Linked DNA regions of Mus musculus: region 2 is linked to region 1. A link is a contact called in public HiChIP or PLAC-seq data. All regions are on one chromosome and are shown on one strand. Each heading gives the region's core, a stretch centred on a gene start, on an enhancer-like site or on the middle of the called end of the contact. The rest is flanking DNA. Distances are from core to core; before and after follow the strand shown. Region 1 holds the start of Zfp647 (zinc finger protein 647). Region 2 holds the start of Pdxp (pyridoxal (pyridoxine, vitamin B6) phosphatase).

The links. HiChIP or PLAC-seq counts read pairs in DNA pulled down with a chosen protein or histone mark.
Region 2: a FOXA1 HiChIP or PLAC-seq map of pancreatic cancer cells shows a contact between it and region 1. The contact joins the promoter of Pdxp here to the promoter of Zfp647 in region 1.

What each region holds. Positions count from the first base shown.
Region 1 is chr15:76,922,390-76,928,508 of GRCm38.p6, forward strand. Zfp647 (zinc finger protein 647) reads right to left here and starts at 3,059. Exons shown (of 5, transcript NM_172817.3): 1 at 2,987-3,059.
Region 2 is chr15:78,911,119-78,917,237 of GRCm38.p6, forward strand. Pdxp (pyridoxal (pyridoxine, vitamin B6) phosphatase) reads left to right here and starts at 2,801. Exons shown (of 2, transcript NM_020271.3): 1 at 2,801-3,413. The coding sequence starts at 2,852. Gm30368 (a long non-coding RNA gene) reads right to left here. Exons shown (of 6, transcript XR_003951546.1): 5 at 4,173-6,119; 6 at 1,086-1,176. Sh3bp1 (SH3-domain binding protein 1) reads left to right here. Exons shown (of 18, transcript NM_001316684.1): 18 at 221-934. The coding sequence ends at 597.

The sequences.
Region 1 (6,119 bases), core at 1,809-4,308:
TGGACCAGAGAGCATCTTCAGGCCAAAAAGCCACAGCTCCACCATGGAACAAAAGCCAAAGAGAATGACCTGAAACTGCATACCAGAATTGCCCTCGTTTGCATAGCGAGAAGCTGCAGACAAAGTGACTTACCCTCTCTACCCATGACCATCCCTGACCAGTCTGGCAGCCCACAGCCCACAGTATACTCAGGCAGTTCTCTATCTGCCGTGTTCCTGTGCACTTTGTGGTATACTAAACAAATCTATTTTTGTTTTAAAGACTGGGTGAGGGCTGGCGAGATGGCTCAGTGGTTAAGAGCGCCGACTGCTCTTCCGAAGGTCCCAAGTTCAAATCCCAGCAACCACATGGTGGCTCACAACCATCTGTAATGAAATCTGATGCCCTCTTCTGGAGTGTCTGAAGACAGCTACAGTGTACTTACATATAATAAATAAATAAATCTTAAAAAAAAAAAAAAAGACTGGGTGAGTTCACCAAACAAAACTCCACATCCACACCTCAAGTCCAACCAAATTAACCAACCAAATTAACCAACCAATAAGAAACCTAATGTATGCTGGGCAGTAGTGGCACACGCCTTTAACCCCAGCACTTGGGAAGCAGAAACAGGTGAATCTCTGTGAGTTTGACACCAGACATCTATCTCTACAGAGATAGATGTCTTCCAGGCTAGCCAAGGCTACACAGAGAAACCCTGTCTCAAAAAGCTAGCAACCAACCACACAACTGAACAAAAAACCCTTATGCACATCAAAACCACCTGAAACTCCCAAAATAGGGGCAGAGACAATGGCTGTCCTTCTAGAGACTCTGGGTTCAATTCCCAGCACCTACATGGAGGCTCACAGCCATCTGTCACTCCAGTTCCAGGATATCTGACGCCCTCTGCTGGTCTCCTCAGGAACTGTACACATGTGGTACATAGACATGCACACAAGCAAAACATCTGTACACACAAAATAAAATAGACACATCTGAGAACCACAAGATTCCTCCCCAAATAGGCCCGAGCACAGGGAAGAATTTAGTGTAAGACACCGGTGCGTTTTCAAGTAAGCAAAAAGATAAAGTATCCAACAGATACTGTTAGTGGGGACGATTGAGGGGGAGAGGAGAGAAGCTGGATTCTAATTTCATCCCTTATCTACATAAATTCCATATAGAATCAGTACTCTACAAGTACCAGACAAAATCGGATTATTTAGAAAAATAATCTTGAAGTAAGGAAGCCCCTTAAAACACAGCAAGAAGCCAAAATACTGTAATGGGAAATATTTTGCCCATAAAACAAAACCAATACCAAGATCCTTCTAGTTGTAAAATAAGTAAATAAAATCAAAGAAGACACTTTCTCAATGGAGTAAAAAACAGACAAACAAACAAGAAAGCAAAAAAAAAAAAAAAAAAAAAACCCATAGGGAAGTGTGTTTTTAACATACAGAAAAAGAATACAAGCTGGTGGTCAATCTGACCAGGAATGCAAACAGCTAAAAGACAAACGCAGAGGTGGAAATTGAAACATCTGTATGGCAAGAAAGCCCCAGGGACTGGTCACCTATATGGTGGTAAGGTGGCTTATTAGCTCTAACCTGTTAGTCCCATTCCACTTCTCTGTGTCCCCTACAAGGAAATCCCCAGTGTGCAAAATATCAGAACTAATGTCCACCCAGCTTTAAGTATCTCTATAGTGGAGCTCAGGGGAACCTTCCTTTTATGTTAGTGACAGGAATGTCCACACGCATTAGTAGGAGTGCCTGATTCCAATCATTCTAGAGAGCTCCACAGGAAACTGCTTCTAGTGTCACTATGCATTCACTATGTCAGGATGCTAGGCAGAGTAACATTTAAAAGAACTACTGTGGGCTGGGGAGATGGGCCAGTGGGCATGACATCCAATGTCCTTCTCTGGCCTTAGAGAATACAGCTGTGCCCATACTTCATCGCCCACATACAAGGGAGCTATTATTGTATACAATTTTCCTGTGTGTGCGTGCGTACCTACACATCAGCAAGCACATAGAGGCCAGCAGACAACCTTAGGTGTTATTCCTTAGAAACCTTTCACCATTGGGGGGGGGGGGGGCGGGGGCGGGGAAATACGGTCTCTTACTGGCCTGGAACTCACCAAGTAAGCTACTAAGCGGCAGAGATGGGGATGGCAGCACTCATCAGCACATCCAGATTCAGGTGTCTAACTGAGCCATACATGTGGAGGCTGGAGGGATGGCTCAGCGGTTAAGAGCACACGTTTTTTTCCCCCGTCTAGGACCCACACTTGATTCCCAGCACCCACATGGCGGCTCACAGCCAATTCCAGGGAACCCGATGCCCTCTTCTGGCCTCCGTTGGCACCAGGCATGCACATGATATACAGTACAGATACACACGCAGGCAAAGCACATAAATACATATAAAAAAATTAAACAAGAAAATGCCACGTTAGAGAAGTTGTCATCCATTAAAAGGGGCCTTTGCAAAGTAACAAGAGAGCAACAGCAGAAAAATAAAACAAATCCAAGAAGAAGCTGGGCTAATGGGGAGCAGAGCGGAGCACCTTCAGTTTGACAAGAAATGTCCTTCGCTGCTGAGGATGCATGGGACTTAAAATGCTGTATGGTGGCCCTGACTGTAGTCCGGGTTATGGGAGAGGATCGTGCGAACCCAGGACTTCCAGGGCAGTCTGGGACGCGGTTATTTCACCAGACAAAACCTCATCCACTGCCCAAGCCAAACCAAATTAACCAACCAGTAGGAAACCGTATGCACATCAGAACCGTCTGAACTCCGGACCGGGCTAGCGGGAGCCACCGCGAAGGGTCCCGGGGAGGGGCCTGGAGGGTTCGAGGGACCGGAGGGTGCAGCCTGGGTCAGCAGCCCGGCCGCAGCCATCCATCGGGGGGAAGGGCTGGCATACGCGAGGGCGCGGAGCTTTGGGTGCGGATGAAGGAGAGGGTCCCGCGCAGCCGACAGAGCGCCACTCACCATCTGCCGCAACCTCTCGCCCTGTGGCGGCAGCTTCGGCTCCCTAAGACAAAGGGGCCGTCCCGCCCCGTCTGCGCAGTCGTCAATCTCAGGGGACCCCGCCCCTAGGTCCCCACCCCCAACCCCCACCCCAAGTCCCGGACCGGGACGCGGGAGGATCGGATGGCCGTCCGCCTCCAGCTCTTCTTGCAGGACTTGATGCCCTGCGCCCCGGGGCCACCGAGAGCGTAGGCCTCCGCTGTGCCTAGAGAGACCGCGTGCTGACCCGGACCGCGCCTGCTCTTTGAGGCTGTAGCGGAAGCGGCGGCCGCAGTCCCTACAAATCCGAGTGCCTCCCGGCCTCGCCCCCTCCCTGCCGCCCCTCTTCTCCCGAGGGCCTTCGGTCACTTCCGCCAAGATCTGTGCTTGCCCTCTAGCGATTTCCCTGGTGGCCAGGCAGCCTGGACCACTGGTCTCGAGACCCATCAGGCTGACTCGGGCTGCTTGGGTTTAGTTTACAGTGTAGTGTGTGTTCAACTTCTTAAGGGACGGCCAGTCTGTCTTGTGTCCTCATCAACACATTCCCTAGACTAGCAGTGTATGACAGTTCCAATTGTTGTTTGTATTTGCCCACACTTGGTGTAAGCAGGCTTTTAGAAATTTAGTTATTCGGGGCTGGAGAGAGGCTCAGCGGTTAAGAGCATTAACTGCTCTTCTAGAGGTCCTGAGTTCAATTCCCAGCAACCTCATGGTGGCTCACAACCATCTGTAATGGGATCTGATGCCCTCTGCTGGTGTGTCTGAAGACAACTACAGTGTACTCACATACATGAAATAAATCTTTAAAAAAAATTGAGTTATTCCAGGGCTAGAGGAATGTACAACAGACTGGGTGTTTGACAAACGTGCACGAGGCTGAGTTTAATCACTCGTATCCATGTGAAAAGGCTGGGTGTAATAGTGCTTGCTTAGAACCCCAGCACAGGGGAGGCGGAACAAGGCCGAGCTGTGTAGGGCTCTCTGGCCAGCCAGTCTAGAGTCACTGGCAAGCTTCAGGTTCTGACCTGTTGAGAAGCCCTTTCAAAAGATAAAACAACAAAATACCGTGGTGCGCAGCTCCTCAGACTGACCCTTAGTGGCCCTGTATGCACACATATTCTCTGCTGGAAATTAAAGTCAGGGACTCTAGTATAAGCATATAGTATCTCAGTAGCACTCGATCCTACCCTCCGTTATGGCTTCAATTTTTATTTCTCTAATTGTAGTGGTTACGTGTCTTCTGTTACAAAATACTGGCAGAGGCAGAGGAGGCAGAGGCAGAGTCAGAGGGCCAATCTCTGTGAGTTTGGGGCCAGCCTGGTCTATAGAACAAATTCCAGGACAGCTGAGGCTACACACAAAGCATGGGGCTGGAGGAGGAAATGTCTGGGAGATAGGGAGCAAGAACAGCTCTTGTGGATCAGGGTGATGGAGCCTCCAGGTTTTTGTTCTTGGATTTTTAAAGTGTGTGTGCCCCAGAGGGGGCCAGGTTTTTTTGTTTTTGTTTTTTCGAGACAGGATTTCTCTGTATATCACTGGCTGTCCTGGAACTCACTTTGTAGACCAGGCTGACCTCGAACTCAGAAATCCACCTGCCTCTGCCTCCCAAGTGCCTGGCTGTTTTTTTTTTTTTTAAAGATTTATTATTTATTATATATAAGTACACTGTAGCTGTCTTCAGACACACCAGAAGAGAGTGTCAGATCTCGTAACCACTGAGCCATCTCACCAGTCCCCGAGGCAGCTAGTTTTAAAGCAGTCACAATATAGAGAGGCCACGGATGTCCACGAGACATGAGGGAAGGGGGGGGGGCTAAAAATATTTTGGAGGGTATGGATATATACATCATTGATACAGTTGAGCTCTCTGGGGAGAGTCAGGCATGTCTCTCTCTACATGGGTCCAAAATTGCTTGAAAGAACAAAGAGACCTTGACTAAGGTAGTCTGATGGCTGATCTTCTCGCCTTCATGGGAACCAATCTCTGGGCATGTCTGTAAGGAATTGCCTAGATTAAGTTGAGGTGGGCTGACCCGCCCTAAATGTGTTTCATGAGTTAGATTCTTGACTGAATGAGGAGGGCTGAACCGAGTCTGAGCATGCATGGCTGTCCTCTCTGCGACTGCAGATGCAATGTGACCAGCTGCCTCAAACGCATGCATACATCTTCCCACCATCGTGGACTGTACCTGGCCTTTGAACCACAGGAAACCCTTTTTAAGTTTCCTTTGCCATGCGCTTGTCAAAGCAATGGCAGCCAACTAAAACAACCATCTGCACGGCTGTTTCTAAGACTGGACCAGAGGGTCTTATGGCTTCACTGGTTAGGAAAGCCAAAGGAAGAGCGCCCAGGCTTTCTTATCAGAAAAGGCTTTCTGGTCTACATGTGGGCTCACAAAGAGAAGGCAGTCTGAGGCTAACGCCTCCATTAAACATGGAGTCAGGGAGGCTGGAGAGGAGACTCAGTGGTTAGGAGCACTGGATCTGCCAAGTAAACAGTTCAGGTACCAGCACTTCCATATAAGTACACAACCTGTAACTCCAATTCCAGGGATCTGCCGCCCTCTTCTGGTCTTCTATGGGTACTGCATGCAGGTGGTGTACAGATATACATGCAGTCAAAACTCATAAAAGTAAAATATTGATTAAAAAAAAAGCTGAGATAGCTAAGTGGGATGGCTCAGCATTAAGAGCATTCATATCTCTTCCAGAAGATTTGAGTTTGATTCCCAGTACTTATGTCAGGCACCTCACAACTGCCTGTAACTTCCACTCCAGGGGGATCCAACTCCTTTGGTCTCTGTGGGTACCTGCACTCAATCACTCTCTCTCTCTCTCTCTCTCTCTCTCTCTCTCTCTCTCTCTCTCTCACACACACACACACACACACACACACACACACACACACACACACACACATACACACACACATGCACACTCAGAATTTAAAAATTGAGCCTCCTGGCATGGTGGCGCACGCCTTTAATCCCTGGCACTTGGGAGGCAGAGACAGGTGGATTTCTGAGTTCGAGGCCAGCCTGGTCTATAGAGTGAGTTCCAGGACAGCCAGGGACATACAGAGAAACCCTGTCTCGAAAAACCAACCAACTAAACC
Region 2 (6,119 bases), core at 1,551-4,050, 2.0 Mb after region 1:
AGGGAGCACTTGAACCATAGAGGAGGACCACTAGGGAACACTTCAACTGCAGAGGAGGACCACCAGGGAGTACCTCAATGTTGAGGACCCACTGTGGAAAGTGAAACTCCATCCCACCAACCCCCAGAAGGAAGATACAAAGGCCCAGATGCAGGAATCTGAACATGTCATGTGCACAGACACGCAAACCCTTAACTTTCCTGTTTTGTTGCCTTCACAGCCAAGCGCCCAGCCCCAGCCCGGCCTACCATGCCACCTCCCCAGCCCTCCAGCACCCGCTCATCCCCTCCAGCTCCATCCCTGCCCCCTGGCTCTGTCAGCCCTGGTACTCCCCAAGCTCTGCCTCGCCGTCTGGTGGGCACCAGCCTCCGGGCCCCTACCATGCCTCCCCCGTTACCCCCTGTTCCTCCACAGCCTGCCCGGCGTCAGAGCCGGCGTTTACCAGCCTCCCCTGTCATCTCAAATATGCCTGCTCAGGTGGACCAGGGAGTAGCTACAGAGGACAGAGGAGGCCCTGAGGCTGTGGGTGGGCATCCCCCTCCACCAGCTCTGCCACCCCAGCCCCGGCCCAGGGGCCTCATTTCAGAGACAGAGTAAGCAGGCCCTCCTACCTGGCAGGTCCTCATTGTCCCTTTCTCTCTCCTGCCATCCTCCCTCCCTTGTCCTCCCAGGATGGCCCTTGTCCAGTGCCTGGGTGCCTGCTGGGCCGGCCCCTATGGCCAGGAGGGCTCAGGCCAGCCCTCTCATTTCTAACCTTTTCCTCTTCCACTTTGAGCTTGGGGTTCCCACCTGACTCCCCACTCTCCGGCAGGGTCTCAAGGGAGCTACCAGAAGGAAGAACAGACTTGCCTGTTCCTAGAGGACTTTTATTTTTTTTCTCTTGCCAATGTATTTTTGTAAGGCTCGTAAATAAATTATTTTGAACAAAACAGGAGTAACTGGCCAAACGAAAACTTCCTCTCCTGGGGATACAGAATCTGCCCCCCATAAGGAGGAAAGGGGACCAGTGGGGTATCTGTTGCCTTCCTGATTTGAAGAGCCCTGTGCTTGGCGGTTTCTCGGAGCTGCTTGTCTTGAGTATGGTTCCCACATGCTAGTTTCTCACCCAGATAAGAGTGCCACCTGCAGGTGAAGTTTCCGAAGCCATGAGAAGGGACTGGCCAGCGATGCCTGGGCCTGAGATGAAGTGTTTGAGATTAGCGTTCGCCTAGGTCTTCCTCCCACCCAGGGCCCCGTTTGCACAGCCTCTCAGGATCATGGGTTTCTCTTCTGAGACAGTCTAGCAGTTCCACCCAGTCTGTGTTCTGAAGACCAACACGCCCGTGTGTGTGCGCACACACACATAAACACACAGTTTTCTCGAGAGCAGGGATTGAGCTATCCATGGCCTTCCCTGAGTTGCTCTGTGTAGTCCCAGGCTAACGCTCCTTTCAGCTCTACACCTGAGGGTCTTTTGGGAGTGGGCTGGCAGAAGTGGGTCAGTGCATCTGGAAGCCCAATTTAGTAACCGAGTGGAGGCAGGGGCATGCTGTCTATGGTCTTCTAGGCTAAGAAACCCATTACAAAAGGCACAAAGAACAGAAAATAGTTGGGCCTCAAAGGCACGGTTTTTCTTCGGTCTCTTCCCTTCAGTTGCTCTGGGTTAGACAGCTACAGTTCTGCTTAGAACCAAAATATTGTGACAGTACAGATCCCTGTTCATCCCTGGTCCCCATACTTTGAATTACTGGTTATTCAAAGGCTTGACAGATTAAAAGGTTTCCGTCTACAAAATGGAGACCTAGGCAGTTGGGATCACCCCATCAATAAAATGGGTTACCAATTGGGCCTGGCCATCAAAATAGTGCCTAGTGCCCCCACACACATAAAACATGAAATCAGATCTCTGGGTTCCTGTCTTACAGCCATGTGTTTGATTATCTATTTATTTATTTATTGGGTTTTTTTTTTGTTTTGTTTTTTTGTTTTTTGAGACAGGGTTCTCTGAATACCCTTGGTCCTAGTACTTGCTCTGTAGACTAGGCTGGCTTGGAAATCAGAGCTCTTCCTACCTCTGATTCTGAGTGCTGGGATTAAATGTATGTGTTCGCATCGCCCGGCTAGAACGTTTTAACATTCATCTGTGTGGATGTGTGTGTGGAGGTCAGAAAACAACTGGAAGGAGTATGTTCTCTCCACCGTGAGGTTTCTGAAGAAGGAACTCGGGTCCTCAGCCTTGACAGCAAACTGCCATCATCTGCTGAACCATTCCACTGACCTGTACCTGTGTTTTAAAAATCATTTATCTAAAGCCATCGAACTATAAAGTATACATCTTACTAAACGGAAATTATACAACAACAACAACAAAAAAAAAAAACAAGTTCCCCAGGAGACTCCACAGCACAGTCAGATGACCAGAAGGATCACTGACCAGGTCTAAGAGCCCAGGCCAGCTTGCGAAGTCACGGGTGATGGAGCCCTGGCTCCATCACATCCACATGTTTCTAATGAGCCTCAATGGTTCCGAGGGCAACAAGATGTGGCCCGAAGACAACATCTCTCTCAGCCTCTGTTTTTCTCCTAGCAACCATCTGGCCTACGTTTTTAATTGGCTGGGAAGCGCACGGCGATTCGCTGCAGACCAGGCTGTCTCTTCATTGGTCGCCTCCTTCTAGTGGCGCCCGCGGTCCCGCCCCTTTCTCCGAGCTCCTTCGGGATCGGCCAGCACCTTCGACTAAATTCTAGTCGCTATTGGCTGAAGCCTGTGTTCGTAGCCCCGCCTCCTCCCCGTTCTGCGCGCCAATTGGTGAAGCTGCCCCTTGTCCACGGAGGGAGCGCAGCGCGCGCGTGCGAGCGGCCAGCCGGCTGCATGGCGCGCTGCGAGCGGCTGCGCGGCGCGGCCCTGCGCGACGTGCTGGGCCAGGCGCAGGGAGTCCTGTTCGACTGCGACGGAGTGCTGTGGAACGGCGAACGCATCGTGCCGGGCGCCCCTGAGCTGCTGCAGCGGCTGGCGCGGGCCGGCAAGAACACGCTGTTCGTGAGCAACAACAGCCGGCGCGCGCGGCCCGAGCTGGCGCTGCGCTTCGCCCGCCTGGGCTTCGCGGGGCTGCGCGCCGAGCAGCTCTTCAGCTCCGCGCTGTGTGCCGCGCGCCTCCTGCGCCAGCGGCTGTCCGGGCCGCCCGACGCATCGGGCGCAGTGTTCGTGCTGGGAGGCGAGGGGCTGCGCGCTGAGCTGCGCGCCGCGGGGCTGCGCCTGGCGGGGGACCCCGGCGAGGACCCGCGCGTGCGCGCCGTGCTCGTAGGCTACGACGAGCAGTTTTCCTTCTCCAGGTTGACCGAGGCGTGCGCGCACCTGCGCGACCCCGACTGCCTGCTCGTGGCCACCGATCGCGACCCTTGGCACCCGCTCAGCGACGGAAGCCGGACCCCCGGTGAGCACGGGACTGGGCGCGGGGATGTGTGCTGGGACCTGACGCGCTTTTCGGAATTCCTGCAGCTGCCGCCTGTCGGATAGTGGCCGAGGACCAGTTTGACACACGAGCCACCTTAGGCTCACTGTAGCTCAGGGAATTGCAGGTGGGATACAGATTTGGAACCGGCCTCTTGGGCTTTTGTCATTGGCCCCACCCACTTTGCAGGAGGGTTTGTCGAAGCGGTCTGGAAGGATGATGCCGGTGGAGAGCTGGATCCGCGCATCCAGAATCAGGGTAGTGGGGAAACTAGGGGGTAGTGGAGCTTGACCTTAGGCCAGTGGGGAGACTGGAAGGTAGTGGAGCTTGACCTCAGTTCCAGTTCTGGCCCTGTTTGGTTAACCCTGTGAGTTACATAACCTCGGAACCTGGTTTCCAGTGGGGTTCTTTACCATGTCGGTTATCCCCAGGCTTTTGAACCCAGCCCTCTAGTTTATTAATAGCTTCCTGAAGCTCCTTAATGGTGCCTTCATTTCCTTTCCAGATTAGTTCAAAAATAAGAGTTTTGGCCCATTTCACAGTTAAAGAAATTGGTACTTAAGGGAGGTGAGCTGCCAGGGAACACACAGCATAGAGCAGGGGAACCTGACTTGGCCTTTGGGGACCCCCCATCCATCCATCCACCCATCCAAGAGCAGTCCAGGCTGTTCAGGCCTGTACCTAAACAGAAGCGCTGACCTCTGGCATGAGCCCCAAGAGATGGAGGGATCAGAGACTTACCAGATAGTGATGAATGGCTATAGACAGGTTTGGTTCCTCCAGATGAGACATGGACATATCTCTGCCACTCTCTTCTGCTAGCCTTTGGCTCACATAGTCCTTGATACCAAATTCAGGGGTTCTGCAGGGTGGTATTGCAGGAAGTGAGGGAGTCACGGGTTCGAGATGGGGCAGTGAAATGGATGCCTGTGGAGAGGATCTGGGAAGCCTTCCCGGAGGAGGCATACCGTCAGGCTGGTGTAGCCGAAAAAGGAAGTTACTGTCTGGGCCTTTCCTGGCTCTGCCTGAGACCTACCCTCACCTCATACATGAACCTTCTCCCCACAAATCTAGAGGTCACAGCTGTAGCAGCCTTTTTTCCCCCATCTTGTTACTATCGAGTCCGATTTCCCAAAAAGCTTGGGTTGAAGCTCTGGGGCAAGGGCTTCTCCAGGGTCCCTTGAAGGGTGGTCTGAGGAGCTTGGGAGAGACAGGACCTAGCCCCTGACCTCTGCAGGAACCCTCCTGGCTTCTCCTGTCTGCTTACCCATCTATTCAACCTGCCAGTTCCTCCTACTGCCTAGAGGGGGAGACAGAGCTTTACACAACAGGCTTGCAGCCGCGTTTGCGAGTGATGAGTGATGTAGCTTCCTCGCATTGATTAACAAATGCCTGGTAGCTGTGCGCAGTAGCCCAGGAGCAGGGGGGGGGGGGTAGATAAACAGTCATTAAAGGACTCGATTATGTATTGGATCTGAAATAACGTGGAGACACACACACACACACACATGCCCACCTCCCGGTCATCACAGGCCTGTGAAACTGTGCTTGTTTGTCACAGGGCGGCCACTTGAGCTGGCAGGTAGACGGGGCCACCCTGCAGGAATATGCCATGACACACAGCAGCCTTGAGTTAGGTGTTACATTCATGGGCTCCCCTACTGGGATCATGTTGACTGTTAGGCACGTAGCTGGACTGGCAGGAGGCATGGGGCCAAGAGGAACCAGCTCTGCCCACCCAGGGAGCTGGGAAATGAACAGACTGAAGAGCTGGGGGGGACAATCCTTTTGTTTACTTTTGTGTTTTTGAGGCAGGGTCTCAGCCTCCCCCCACCCCCTGCTGGGATTAAAGGTTCACTGCCACCTCCCAGGATGAGGCTCGGATTCTCTGCCTGTGTCCTGGTGGATGGAGCAACTCCTCCCTGCCGGCCCTGCCTGCTCTGCTGCTGTAGCCCAGTGATGTACCTATGAGAGTGGAAAGAGGAGGCACAGAGTGTTTGGGTCAGGCTGGGTTATAGTAAGAAATGTCCATGGAGAGGGAAGGCCTTGTCTTGTATCCCCAGATGGTGTTTGGTGGCTGGAGTGCTGCCAGCAGCCTGGGAAACATTGGTATGGAATTGCCACAGCCACCTCAAGAACGCAGCAAACTTAGTGGGCGTGGCGAGTTTTCGGAGCATGGTACTTGTGAATAATTCATTAGTGGTGGTGGTGGTGGTCATTTCGAGACAGGATCTCACTGTGTAGCCCGGGGAGGCCTCTCACTGAGCCTCCTTGGTGTGGGTCTTTATGCCGCTCTCAATGTTAGTTCCTTCTCTGTGATAAAGCACCATGACCAGGGCAGCTTACAGAAAGAAGGGTTTACTGGGAGCTTATGGTTCCAGAGGGAGAGGACTCAGTGGCGGGGAACAGAAGTGGTGGCCTCGGTGGCTGGGACAGCAAGTTGGAAGCTCGAATTGTGAACGACCAGCAGGAAGCTGAGAGCAAACCCTGGGGATGGTGGGAAGCTTTGAAACTTCAAAGCTTGTCTCTACTAGTGCACTTCCTCTGGCAGAGCGAAGTCTCTTACACTGTCCAAACCACCACCACCAACTGAGGACCATATATTCAAGTGATCAAGACTATGTGGATAAACACATTCAAACCAACACGCCAAGGAAGCTCAGCTCTCGGAAGATTTTTTTTTTTGTT